2 separate regions of the Mus musculus genome follow, and region 2 is linked to region 1. Evidence: chromatin contacts called from public promoter capture Hi-C data. All regions are on one chromosome and are shown on one strand. The core of a region is the stretch at or near the end of the contact, and the rest is flanking DNA. Distances in the headings are between cores, read along the strand shown. Region 1 holds the start of Ccm2l (cerebral cavernous malformation 2-like). Region 2 overlaps Nol4l (nucleolar protein 4-like).

Region 1 (6,183 bases), core at 832-3,331:
CTGGCTCTCCTTATCTCGTTTTTTGATTCCCTGGCTGATTTTAGTAATGTGCGTTATCATTACGTTGCTGTTCCATTTTGTCCTGAGAACAGCTTTCTGAGAAAGCGCCATTATTATCCTGCTTTTAACACATGAGGACTCTGAGGCTCCGAGACATGATGCAAATTGCTCAAGGTCATTCATGATTGGACCCTAGTCATCTGGCCCTGCATGATTTACTGACACTAAGCACTTGAGCTGATCATGGCTCTGGGGTGGGTTCAGCACAGAGGCCATTTTCTTTTTCTAGTCATCCCCCTGTCCTAGTTGAGATTCCGAGCAGTGACATTTGGTCCTGTTAGTGATCCTCAGAATAAAATAAGGTCCAAATTTATAACGGGGGCGGGGGGGGGCTGAGACTGAGACAGGAAATAAGTTGCAACAGCCTCACCAGAGACTGCCTTTCATAACCTGCTATCACAGCAAGGCTAGAACTCTAGACTGGCTCAAGGGGTAATTTAGCAATTTTGATACTCAGAGCAGAGTCAGGGATTGGCTGGCATATCCTGATCTCTTTTCACTGGCCCAGCAGGCAGAGTGGAGGTCTCATGTTCCAGTGCTCGGACGTGACTGGCAGGATGCATGGTCTTAGGAGGAAGAGGCTGTAAGTCTGGGACCAAACTGCCGGGACCATTTCCTTTCTGGTGTGTGGAGAAAGATAGGAATGGCTAGGGTTGGGGGTGTCCTGTAGCTCCCACACCCAAGAGTGATAAGAGACCTGACATGGTACACCCACCCTTTCAAAACTACCATGCAAAGAGTTCCAAACCTTGGCACCTGCTGTTTATGATCTGTGGCCCTGTGTCTTCCGTACCATAGGGAGCACTAGCAAGAGAGGATTTTGGGGATCACCCTTTCATTGGGAAGGTCGGGACGCTGAAGACCAGGGCTTAGAATATTCACTGCAGCCAGGGACACCAGCAAAGCAGTTCTAGAGCTCTGGCATCCAGAACCCAGGTGCTGTGGCAGGTGCCCACGGGCCACTCAGAACACCCCAAGTGTGCCTGCTAAGGCACACAGGAGGTTAGAGCCCCAGCAGCACTGGACACTAGACTTCAGGTCCAGCGAGGCTGGAAGCCCCACGTTCTTATACTCATTGTGTGACATGAACCCCCACCCCCAATGCAGAATCCTTGCCGAGCACGCCGCCCACGTGACCTTGAGCCAGGATCTGCACACGAAACTGCATTTTTAAAATTTATGTCACTGAAATCATGGTCGCAGATACAGTGAGGAGATAAAAATATGCCAAAAAGACAGTGAGGCAGCCCGGAAGCCACAGATAAGGAAATAGAATTTGGTTTTTTATTTATTCATTTGCAGTGCTAAGGACAGAACCCTGGGCCTGCAGGCTGCTAGGTAAGTGCTCTATTATTGAGTATCCCTAATAGTAAATATTTAATATTTATTGAGTATTTCATATGTTCCAGGAGTTCTAAGTGTATTTAATCCTAGTCAAAGTACTATGAGGTCAGGTTGAATGTGGAAACTGAGGCATAAGTGGTGAAGTAAGTAGCAGGCAGCCAGTCCCAGAGGCCCCCATATACCATCTCTGAAAAATAAGGATTTATTATTATTATTACTACTACTACTGCTACCACCACCACCACCACCACCACCACCACCACCACCACTACCACTACTATTATGTTAACTTGCCTGGACATAGTCTGAAGCACTTTCCACCTACTCATTCATTTCTCAGAGAAAGGCCGGGGTTTCTCCTGGTGTATACAGAGAAACAGGCAGCAGGCTTTCAAAGAGGCTTTTAATGTCTTATCTTGCCAAAGTCATTGAGCAAGGTTGGTGGCAGACATAGGGAATGACCCAAATGTGATCTCCAACTCGGGGGACCGTTCCTCAGTCTGCTCCAACAAGTGCCGAGCCCCTTAGACGCCATGTTTGGCTCCCACCCTTCAGTTGCAGGGTTCCAAGGCAGTGTTCTCCATCTGCCCCCACCCCCACCATCAGATGGGAGGGGCAGGAACTCTGGTACTGGTGGAGTTTCCGACCGGGCAGGAAAAAGAACAAAGGAAATGGAGGGGGGTCTGGAGGGGGAGAGGAGGGTGGCAGGACAAGAGGAGCAGTTTCACCATGGAATATGAAGCCAAGAAAGGGAAGAAGGTGAGTGGGGGGTTGAGAGGGCCAGGGTTGGGAAATGTCTCTGAAGGTGGATACAGAGGTGAGCAACGTGGAGTTAGCAAACAGCACAGGGAAGGGAGACTGCCTTCTCTTTTGGAAGGAAGTTTCTTTCTGTCCCTGACAGCCAGACGGACATCTGGGCTCCGGTCTAAGCTTCAGTCTTAGTGGCCTCTGTCATACGTCTACTGAGAGACTGACAGGGTCTTCCTGTTTCTTGGACATTCTGGTGGTAGCTTCCCGAAGCCTCTCAGAGAAAGGGACAGACAGACACACAGCAGACACCTTCCCTCCCCAATCACCCAGACAGTAAGGCCCAGCCAAGATGATTATAGTTTGGCAGATTGCCCATCCAGGCTGGGGCCTCTCACCTGTTCCCTGCCCCCTGCCCGCTGTTTCCCAAGCCTACACCTGCCCTCCCCTACCCTTGTGCAAAAACTCACTCCTGAGACCTCAGTTTAAGCCAACCCAAGTCCTTTCTCCACCTTCCTCCTCTTTTGAATTTGAGAGGTTTTTCCACTTCCCAGTTCCCACTGCACCCTCATACACACGGGGCTCCCTCCACCTAAGAAACGGGGTTCAGAATGTTTTATAAGGAACTCACATGAGGTCAGTACGGTGGCACAGGCCTGTAATCCCAGCTATTCTGGAGGCTAAGGCAGGAGGATTACAAGTTTAAAGTTAGTGTGGGTAATTTACTGAGAACCTGTCTCAAAACTGTAAAAGTGGGCTGGGGGGAGGGGGGACCCGTTCCTTGGCAGAATGCTTATCTAGCATGCAAGGTCCCAGGTTTGATTCCCTAACCTGCAAACTGATAATAAGAATTTTAAGTGCCAAGAGAGCTGGAGGTATCCAGCTCAGAAGTATTTATGTGAGGCTCTGGATAAAATCCCCAGTACAGACACATCAACGTGCCCCCATGTGAATCATTGGGGCTGACATGCACAAATTCTCAGGGGTCTATGTATTTATTTAGGGGACAAGGTCTAACCATGTAACCCAGGCTGATCTTAAAAACTCACTGACTGTATAGCTCAGGCTGGCCTTAAACCCACAGCAATTCTCCTGCCTCAGCCTCATGAGTGCTAGAATTCACCCAGTGAGGTCCATCTGATTAGGCTCCTAGGTGGCCGCCCATCCTGTTTGTGTCTGTCTTTTGGGGAAGCTAAATAGCATGCCACCCGTGTCACCAGAATTGATGGTTTGCTTTAGAAACTGCCAACGTAGTTCTAGAATGCCGCTAGATTGCTGCCCCCAGGGCTTCGGATTCCATAGGCTCAGGATGGGATCCAGGAAACAGCAGTTCTCTCAGATTCCCTCGATCCATCCTGGGTGTCTTTGTATCGGTGTCTCTGGATTATACTTACATTTATTTATTGCATAATTCTAACTCACAAACAAGCAATAGCCTAATAAATGCCTAGCTATCCTCCACTTAGCCCTGGGGCCTTGGCCGTTCTTTGAATCTGGCTGGCAGGAGCTTCACCCTCCCTGGGTACTTAAAATGCAGCTTTACGATGTCCTACCTGCTGGTGTTCTTTCTAGCTCTCAGCCTGGAGTCTCTTTGCTTCTCCACCTGAGGGGGGGAGGGCGGACCTGCAGGGCTGCACCTCCCGCAGTTTTTAGGAGGATTAACTGAGGTTGTGGAAGCAAACCAGAGCTCATAAAGCCAGTGCTATAGTTACTGGGACTTTCCTGTCTCTACCAGGGCTTTGTGTCCCCCATCCGAAGACTGGTGTTCCCGAAGGCTGCACGCCAGGCTGCCTTCAGAAGCAGTGTCAGTCGCAGGCCCCTGCACTCTATGCCTCTTTATCCCCCTGACTACCTCATCGACCCCCACATCCTGCTGTGTGACTACCTGGAGAAAGAGGTCAAGGTGAGCATGGGACAAAGATGGTAGGGCAGGGGTAGGGGGAGCCTGGAGGCACACCAAGCCACACTCTGTGTCACATGACGGAAGCCTCCTGCCTTACTGTCATGGGCTGCACCCTCAGCAGGTGACATCCACCCAATGAGCTACCATAGGAGACTGAGTTCTGGGAAACTGTGCTGTGTTCCCAAAAGCTCAACCTACTCATGAGACTGATGTCTGCAGGCTCCCTGATTATTCAGTGTCCAAGTTAGGAGCAAGCGAGAGGCTGGGAGTGCGGCTTGGTGCTCGAGCACTCACCTGGCATTCTGAAGACCCCAGGCTACACAGCCAGCACAGGTCTGGGGGCGTGAAGGGCGGAGATAGGTGGATACCATAATGGACCCTCTTGCCAGGCAAGAGCTTTTCTTCCATTTTAAAACCACCGTGAAGGAGCATTGGGTAGGTTAACAGGTCTCCATCAGCCAAAGATTGGTGTGAAGTAAGATTGAGGCACTGAACAAACAGGCTGCTTGGTCAAATTTGAATTGCAGATGAGCAGTGATTATTTCCTCAGCATAAATATGCTCCAAATGTTAAATAGAACTAAATAGGTACAAAAAAAATCCTAAAAACAAAATTGTTGTTGAGCTGACATCTTGTATTTTATCTGGCAACTCTATAAATAAAGAAAAGCTAGAAAAAGAATTGTTTTAAAACCAAGGGCTGAAAGTTTACAGAATAAAAAGATGTGAGTGGTGAAATTCACCCAGATTCCTGCAATTAAAGTAATAAAAAGTTAATTCTCATACGGAATAACATTTAAATGATAATGTTGCTATAACTTGGAACACATAGGAGTCTGTATATTGACTGGGAATGTCTTTTTTTTTTTTTTGAAAAAATGATGTATTAATTCAGTGCTTCCTTCCATTTAATCTGCAATGAGGTTGTTAAAAGGATTAATAATGCGTGAGGTGGGGAGAGTCACTGGGCAAGGAAATTCCCAGGGTTCCTTTGAGCTTTAATAGTAGATCCCGGCCTGGGCCAGGTGTGGAGAGGGAATGGTTCGATGGATAAAGTGCTTGCTGGCAAATTTGGGGACCAGAGTTCCTATCCCCCAAACCCTTGTAAAGACAGGCACATGCAAAGCATGCATCCATAGTCCTGAAAATCCCACTGTGTGGAGGTGGGAGGTGGAGATGGGAGGACCTCTGGAAGCTCAGGAGCCTGAGTCTGGCATGTCATGTACAGAGAAGAGGCTCTGGCTCAGACGATGTGGAAGGGCAGGAGCTCATTCCCTGACTGCCGCACAGGGGCTGCAGCAGCATATGCCTGCAGTCACTCACAGGAACACACACACACGTACACGCATACACACATACACACACACACACGCACACGAGCACACACACACACATACACACACACATACACACACACGCATACACACACATACACTCACACACATACACACACACACACACGCATACACACATACACACACGCATACACACACATACGCACACACACGCATACACACACACACATACACACACACATACACACACGCATACACACACACGCACACACACACACACACACACGCATACACAATGATAGACTCTGGTCTATCATTCAAAGAGGCTCTAAATCTCATCTTCAACGTGGCAGTGGGGTTGGGGGGGGGGAGAAGCACTATATATTAGTGACTTTTACTTTCCTGAAGGGCCTTATAGAGTGAGATGACCATGTGTTAGTGTGTATCAGCTAACTGTTGGAAATGTGAACTCTGACACATGCATTCAAGCTTTCTCACTACCTCACAAGAGTCTAACATAGCCCAGGGAGGTCTTGAATTTGCTAAGTAGCCTTGGACTCTTTGTTTGCTTGTTTGTCAAGTCAGAGTTTCTCTGTGTAGCCCTGGCTGTCCTGGAACTCACTCTGTAGATCAAGCTGACTTCAAACGCAGATTTATCTGCCTCTGCCTCCCAAGTGCTGGGATTCAAGGAGTTCGACATGCCCACACTCCCATGGCTGACCCTGGACTCTAAACTTCCTGCTTCCACCTCCCAAGTGCTGGGTTACAAGCATGATCCACTATGACTTGCCCAGTCTTACCCTTTCTAGCTATAATCCTGGGCCAGGCTTTTAGT
Region 2 (6,679 bases), core at 4,100-6,599, 390 kb after region 1:
AAACCCAAGTCCTGTCCTCCTTCTTGCCTCCTCAGGCACCAGCCACATACATGGTATGAACATTCACACAAGCTCTTACACATACACATAAAATAATAAATATTTTAAAAGGGATCTATTAATATCAGATGAGACCGGCATACACCTCAACCCTATAAACTCTCCATCTGCATCATAGTGGGGAGTAAATGTGGAGACGTGCTGGGTCCAGCACCCGCATGGACAAAGAAGGGCAGAGGCTCCTCAAGGGTGGGCAGAGGCTCCTGAAAGGTGTCTCTTCTTTCAACTGGTGACAAGTCTGAGGTGGGCAGTGTCTCCATTTTCACAACTCTGGGTAGAACAGGTAGAGGAGTGGCTCAGTTCATTCATTTATTCTCCTAGCATCCAGTTTAGCTGGCTGCAACCTCTGAGCTGGCTTGGGCTCCTTGCTGAAGTCTAGGGACAGCAGTCCAGTCAGCGAGGAAGCCTGACTTGGGGAGACGTGTGCTCCCCACAGCCATGATCACAGGTCACTGACTCTTCCATTACTCTCCTTTCCAAGAGTGCCTTGTTTGTTTGTTTGTTTAATGTGTATGAGTATTTTGCCTGCATGTATGTGACTGAAGAAGGCCAGAAGAGGGTGAATCCCTAAGAACTGGAGTTACGGGTGGTTGTGAGCCACTGAGTGGTTTCTGAGAATTAAACCCAGGTCCTCTATAAGAACAGCAAGTGCTCTAAAGCACAGCCTTGCCTCCAACCCCCAACTGCCTTGCTTTAAAACCCTCTCATCATGTCACACTCCTACTCTGAAACCTTCTATAGCTTCCCTCTCCTGTTCTGTTTAAGGTCTTGCACAGCTCTTTGCCTAATCTTCAGGTCATTTCTGGGAGCTCTGTGGTGACAGAGTCACCATCTTCTCTTCATCCATGAGCAACCCTCCATGCCTCTGTTCTTGTGTGTTTTCAAGTATATGCTCCTTCTACAAACATGTACAGAGCCCCTAACCTGTGCCAGGTACCATGGCCAATGCAGTTAACATGGAAGGAAGTGATACAGAGAGGTCTGTCTCTGGGTACCTGCAGGCCAGCAGGAAGGGAGACAGGCAGATAACCATGTGGTTTTTTTTTTTTTTTTTTTTTAAGATTTATTTATTGATTATATGTAAGTACACTGTAGCTGTCTTCAGACACTCCAGAAGAGGGAGTCAGATCTTGTTACGGATGGTTGTGAGCCACCATGTGGTTGCTGGGATTTGAACTCCTGACCTTCGGAAGAGCAGTCCGGTGCTCTTACCCACTGAGCCATCTCACCAGCCCCGTGGTTTTTTTTTTTATCAGATGCTGTTCATAGAAGGTGTGTCGTCCTATCTGAGCGTGACAGTCAAGGGGCTGCAGGGAAGGAAGTGGCAAGTCCAGTAGGCCTCTGCTGAGGTGACATGTAAGCTGAACTGACAGATATACAGGGTGGGGAGGGGTTGCTAGGTAGGGAGATGCAGACAGTCAACAAACCCTGCCCACTGTCCCCAAGCCTGGCCCCTGCTGAACTCAAGAGTGCCAAGGTGACTAACAGTCTGTCCAGAGGCAGGTTCCTGTCAGTGTTGTCATATGATGTGGAACTGACAGTTTTCTGCATTGCGCCTCTTTCTCTCTCAGACTGCAAGCTCAGGGACTCTGACAGCAGAGTCCGAACCTCATTCCCCAACGCTGGGATTCTGATATGTGAGTGGAGCCCCAGGCTTCTCCCTCCTCTCACGGCTCCTTGGGAGAGGCTCCATCATGAGGCCAAGCCCCCCTCCCTTCACAGACCTTCACTTTGGTGAGTTGTATGAACAGATGGCCCTAGCTGGGCATGGTGCCGGACCTTCCCTCGAAATGCTCAGGAGGCGGGGAGAAGGAAGGGATACATAGTGAGGCCCTGTCTCTAAAACAAAACAAAGTCAATATGACCCTAGAGTGCTCCTAGCAGGGCCTTTCCTAGTTGTCCCCATCAGAAAGTTCCAGACTTCTGTCACCATAGCCAGGAAGGAGAATGACAGGAGCCTACTGAGAGGAACAACTTCTGGTGCTGTCCATGCTCACTATGCTCTCGAGCCTGCGGGCCGGAGCACGTGCTTCAGTCGCCTGCAACAGGCAAAATCCAATCTGTGCTATTAAAAGTCAGGCTAGTGGTCACCTTTGCTTGTGGTAGTGACTTGGAGGGACACAGGGTCTTTGTGGTATAGACAATGTTACTCCTTGGTCCAGACATTGCTTATAGGAGGTGGGAAGTGTGTGTGAGAGCACACGAGCTGCTTACTCTGTGCTCATTTGCATATGTGTTGTTATCACAGGAAGGCTGGAGACAGTGAAGAGGCTAGCTGGTGGGCAGAGGCCTTGGGTGAAAACAGTCACAGGGCTGGAAGCAAGGAGCATTTTGGGGTTTGGATCAAGGTTTAGGTCTCTAGGATGCTTGGCATGCCCTGCTAAAGTAGGACTCCTGAACCAAAACACCAGTAGGATGCTGAGTGAAGACTAGTGGCAAAGTTATGAGTTGCCAGTCACTGATGACAGTCACAGTCCAACAAAATCAAGCCCCCAGCTGTGTAGCCCACGATAGGTTATCAGCAGCCCTGCCGGCCTCAGGCCGACTCTGCCCTGCTGACTTGTTTCCCTTGCTTTGCTTCGTCCCCGCCTTGGGAAACAGCAGAGTCAGGACGTGGGGATGGATGCCCTTGTGCTGACTTGATTTCATGCAGGTTACTTAGTGCTCTGCAATGAAGTCTTAGTTTTCCTGCACTAAGCAACTAACTTCCGGTGTTCCTGCTCTCTCCTTGTGTCTGGATGCCCCATTTCCTTTCCCTCTTTTCTCCTGCCCCAAAGGCAATGTCAAGTTCAGGTGAAGCCATGGCAGGTCCTACTGCAGAATCTAGCTTACCTCGGACCTGTACACTTTTCCCCAGTTATACAGGATAAAGAGTCAAAGTTGTCTCTCTCTCAGCCTCCCTCTGCTTAGAGAAGCAGCAACATACCTAGAGTTTGTCCTGAAGAGGCAGAACATGACTTGGCACACTTCTGGGGAAACTTCTGTTTTGCTGAACCAGCTTTGCACTACCTGTCTGCCTCTCACCTTGGATGGGATAAGGTGGTCAAAGCCCAGGGAAGAGCTGAGCAGCACGGTCACCAACCACTGACACCAACCCAGACTGCAGACCACAGAGCTGGACCTGCAGCCCTCTCACTTCAGCAATGAAAGAACCTCACACTTTGCCACACAGGCTGTTAGAATTCCTAACTAAGATACTGAGATACGGGGCTTCTGTCTGGGGATGGACCAGGCAGCCAGGAAGCCAGTTCCCATGTCCCTTCTCTACAGAGTGTAGACTCCTGTGAGAAAGATAGTATCCAGGGCCAGGCACCCCTGGCTTGTCTTGTATTGTGGGGGTGGAGAGACAAATGTACAGTCCCTTGACTTGCAGATACAGTGGGAAGGACAACAGCAAGCCTCTGGCAAGGTTCTAGCCCTGGGACAAGACTGTGAGAGCCACAGCCACGGTGTTCAACACCTGCATTTAGGTGCCTTAACAGGAAGGTCTTAACCTCATAGTCATTTTAAATGACCTCAGGCTGCTGAAGTCTGTGAGGTTGGTTACTTATGCTCTTGGGGTAGGGGTGGGGGTTGTGGTAACTACATCCTTAAGGTTCTCCAGGTCCTGCTATTAGGGAACAGCCAGGAGTGTGGGGGAAATGGTGGAGACGAGGGTTGGAGGTGGGCTCTGGGCTTCATTTAGACTTGACACTCCTGTCTGATGGCAGCCAACAATAGCTCTGGACCCCTTCACCCTGTTTCCCTTATAAAGGGACTCCACAGTGAAAACCAGGCTCTGCTAAGTGCTGAGACCCAGCCCAGCACTGCTGCTGATAAAAGAACAGGGACCCTACTGCCACAGACTAGAAAGTGAGGCAGCCATGCTCAGAACTGGGGCCAGTAAGTGATTACTCTCACTTGCTTCCATCAGGTCAAGTCCTGCTCTGCTCACAGCAAGTGGCACGCAGTAAACTTTGCTCCCAGGTGGCAAGCCCTGTAAGAAGTTACCTTTGCAGGCTGTTCCTCTGCTCCTCACTCTCTCCATCCTACCCCTCACCCCCCACAGTCCTACCCCAGAGCCTTTGTACCCACTGACTGCAAGAAAGTCCAGAAGACTGACTGATTCTCATCAATCAGGACTTGGGTCTCCTCAAGAGTTTTCATTCGCCGGGCATGGTGGCACACGCCTTTAATCCCAGCACTTGGGAGGCAGAGGCAGAGGCAGAGGCAGGCGGATTTCTGAGTTCGAGGCCAGCCTGGTCTACAAAGTGAGTTCCAGGACAGCCAGGGCTACACATTTCATTCTCAGACGCATACAGTCTTATCCATTTGACTCTCTGCCTCAAACACCTCTCTTTTTCCTGGTTTTTGGTTGGTTGGCTGGTTGTAGTTTTGTTTTTTTCTTGTTTTTTCTTCCTGATGTATTTCTCATCTCCAAAGCCTGTGTGTACCCAGGATGTACAGGTTCTGTACACCCTTCACTGCCAGAGTCCTGGTGCCAGCAGCTTCCAGCACTTATTACAACAAATGACTTCTGAGTTAATCAAGGAAGAGAAATCCTCAGAAGCACATACAACAGCAGCAGAATCACGGTGCGTGTGTGTGTGTGTGTGTGTGTGTGTGTGTGTGTGTGTGTTTGAGGGCTTTTCTCTCCATCTGAATGGGGGTGGCAGAGCTACCAGCCTGCTGAGGGTCTACACTGGTTCCTCTTCATTAAACAAAGCAGCCAGCACAAATCCAACCTCAAAAGAGAGTGAGTCTGTTAATGAGGTAAACACAGTTACAACCAGGAAAAAGCTTGGCCACGGCCTCTCCAGGTCCACACAGAGCCATTATCTCTAATTGATCTCCAGACATCAGCTGCTGAGGCGACTGAACCCCTCCTGCATCCTCCAGGTCTGGTTACAAAGCCCTAGGCTGCCGCTCATGGCATGGAGACAGCCTTGTGAGCTCCTCTTTGCTGAGGTGACAGGTCTGCCTGAGAGCCACAGCCACCGGGTTCAGTGCCTGCATTTAGGTTCCTTAGCAGGAAGGTCTTGCCTTCAAGAAAGGCTGACAAAAGCCAGTTGGGGCCTGAAAAGCCCTGATGCGCCATAGATCTTACTAGCAGTAGAAGGGAAAGATACCCCAAAAATGGGGTGAAGAGTTTACTCCCACCAGGACAAGGGCACAAAAACAGTGTGCAATAAAGTAAATCTCAGGCCCAAGGCACAAGATCACAAATTCCCATTGGGTCTCAGTGGCAGGTCACAAGGTCGACTTTCAGTTCAGTGACCATCTGGACCATCTGAGCTGCTCCTTCCTGGCCCAGCCCAGGAAAGACGCCTCCTTTCCTGCTGGGCCACTCTTGTCCTTAGGGACAGAGCTGGGCTGAGCTACTCAGCTGCCTTACAGGCCAGTTCACAGCAAAGCTCTGAGAAGACAGAGCTTCCCTTCCTTTATGGGGCCCAGCTAGCAACTCTGGGCCTCCTTCCTGGCTTCCTCACAGACACAGATGAGCTGTGCACAAGCTAAGCCCGCACTCAGGACTGCTGTTCATGGCCCACACAGTCATGGTGCCTGTACTAGCAAATTACAGGCACTGCAGACATTTTTCCTGGTTAATGAAGTTAAAAGGCTCTCCTTGGAATCCTCAAGGCCTGGACAGAGACAGGGACTTGAGAAGCTGCCAGAAACAGCAGCCCTTTTGGGCCCAGGATATCAAGCCCATGGAAGGAAGGGGATGTGGTTGTTCTCTATTTCTTTCCCACACAGCTCCAGGGACACTGCAGGGGATCAGTGGCCAGGCCTCAGTGAACCCGAGCTGTCCCAGTAAAAGCACAGTCATTCTCTTAGGGTATTTAGAAGTCATAACAAATTTCTAAAAACACATATAGATATCCCATAGTATATTAACCAGGAAAATGATAACTCTTAAGCAAACCAATTATTCCACAGTGAGCTCCCCACCCTTTCCTCCGTCTTGCTCTGAGAAGCTACCTCCTCTTGAGGTTAAGAATGCCAACAGTGGGGCTGGCTCAGTGGGTAGGAGTGTTTTCCGTTCCTACAGACGACCTAAACTCAGTTCCTAGCACACGACCACTCACAAACATCTGCAATTCCAGTTCTGGAGATCCAATACCCTCTTCTGGCGCTGAAGGCACTGCACATACATGGTGCTATACATACACATGCAGGCAAACACTCATACACATAAAGAAAAGAAAAATGCCAGCTGTGCCAAGCTCATCCTGTCTTCAGGTTGGCGGGAACACTAGCTGGCCTGTTTGCAACCCCCAGACCCAGCAGTTGTTAAGTAAGCCTGCTTGTTCACTAACAGGCCAGTTCATAGCAGAGCTCTGGGAAGACAGTTTCCCTTCATTTATGGGACCCAGCTAGAAGCTCCGGGCCTCCATCCTGGCCTCCCCACAGTCACAGATGAGCTGTGCACAAGCTAAGCCCACCACACTCAGGACTGCTAGCCAAGCATATCACTTAACTGTCATGTGGTCAAGTCAGGTGGGCTTCCAAACAACAAGGAGAAGATACACTGAAAAAGCATTCTTTCCCTACAAATCACTTTTTTTTTTAGTTTAATAAAATGTTGAAAAGGAAAGCAAACAAGAGAGTATCAATTCTTATGAGAATTATAAAGCCT

The links. Promoter capture Hi-C pulls out the DNA fragments that hold promoters and counts their contacts.
Region 2: a promoter capture Hi-C map of pre-B cells shows a contact between it and region 1, with 6 times the contacts expected there. The contact joins the enhancer-like site here to the promoter of Ccm2l in region 1. A contact is called at or near these places in 6 of 39 promoter capture datasets (the 3T3-L1 cell line, the C10 cell line, embryonic stem cells and 2 more), 1 of 484 Hi-C or Micro-C datasets (pro-B cells), 1 of 115 datasets of contacts at active chromatin or transcription factors (embryonic stem cells) and 2 of 9 other capture datasets (liver and macrophages).

The regions. Positions count from the first base shown.
Region 1 is chr2:153,063,874-153,070,056 of GRCm38.p6, forward strand. Ccm2l (cerebral cavernous malformation 2-like) reads left to right here and starts at 2,082. Exons shown (of 10, transcript NM_001372363.1): 1 at 2,082-2,163; 2 at 3,887-4,054. The coding sequence starts at 2,134.
Region 2 is chr2:153,452,757-153,459,435 of GRCm38.p6, forward strand. The region is part of intron 4 of Nol4l (nucleolar protein 4-like); the gene reads right to left. Among named protein-coding and RNA genes, the nearest start is that of Nol4l, 74 kb to the right of the region's middle. Within about 2 kb of position 5,350, at least 46 of the 459 cell types and tissues checked have an H3K27ac peak or open chromatin away from gene starts, as enhancers often do. A contact at or near this core is called in liver and pre-B cells, where this site is marked.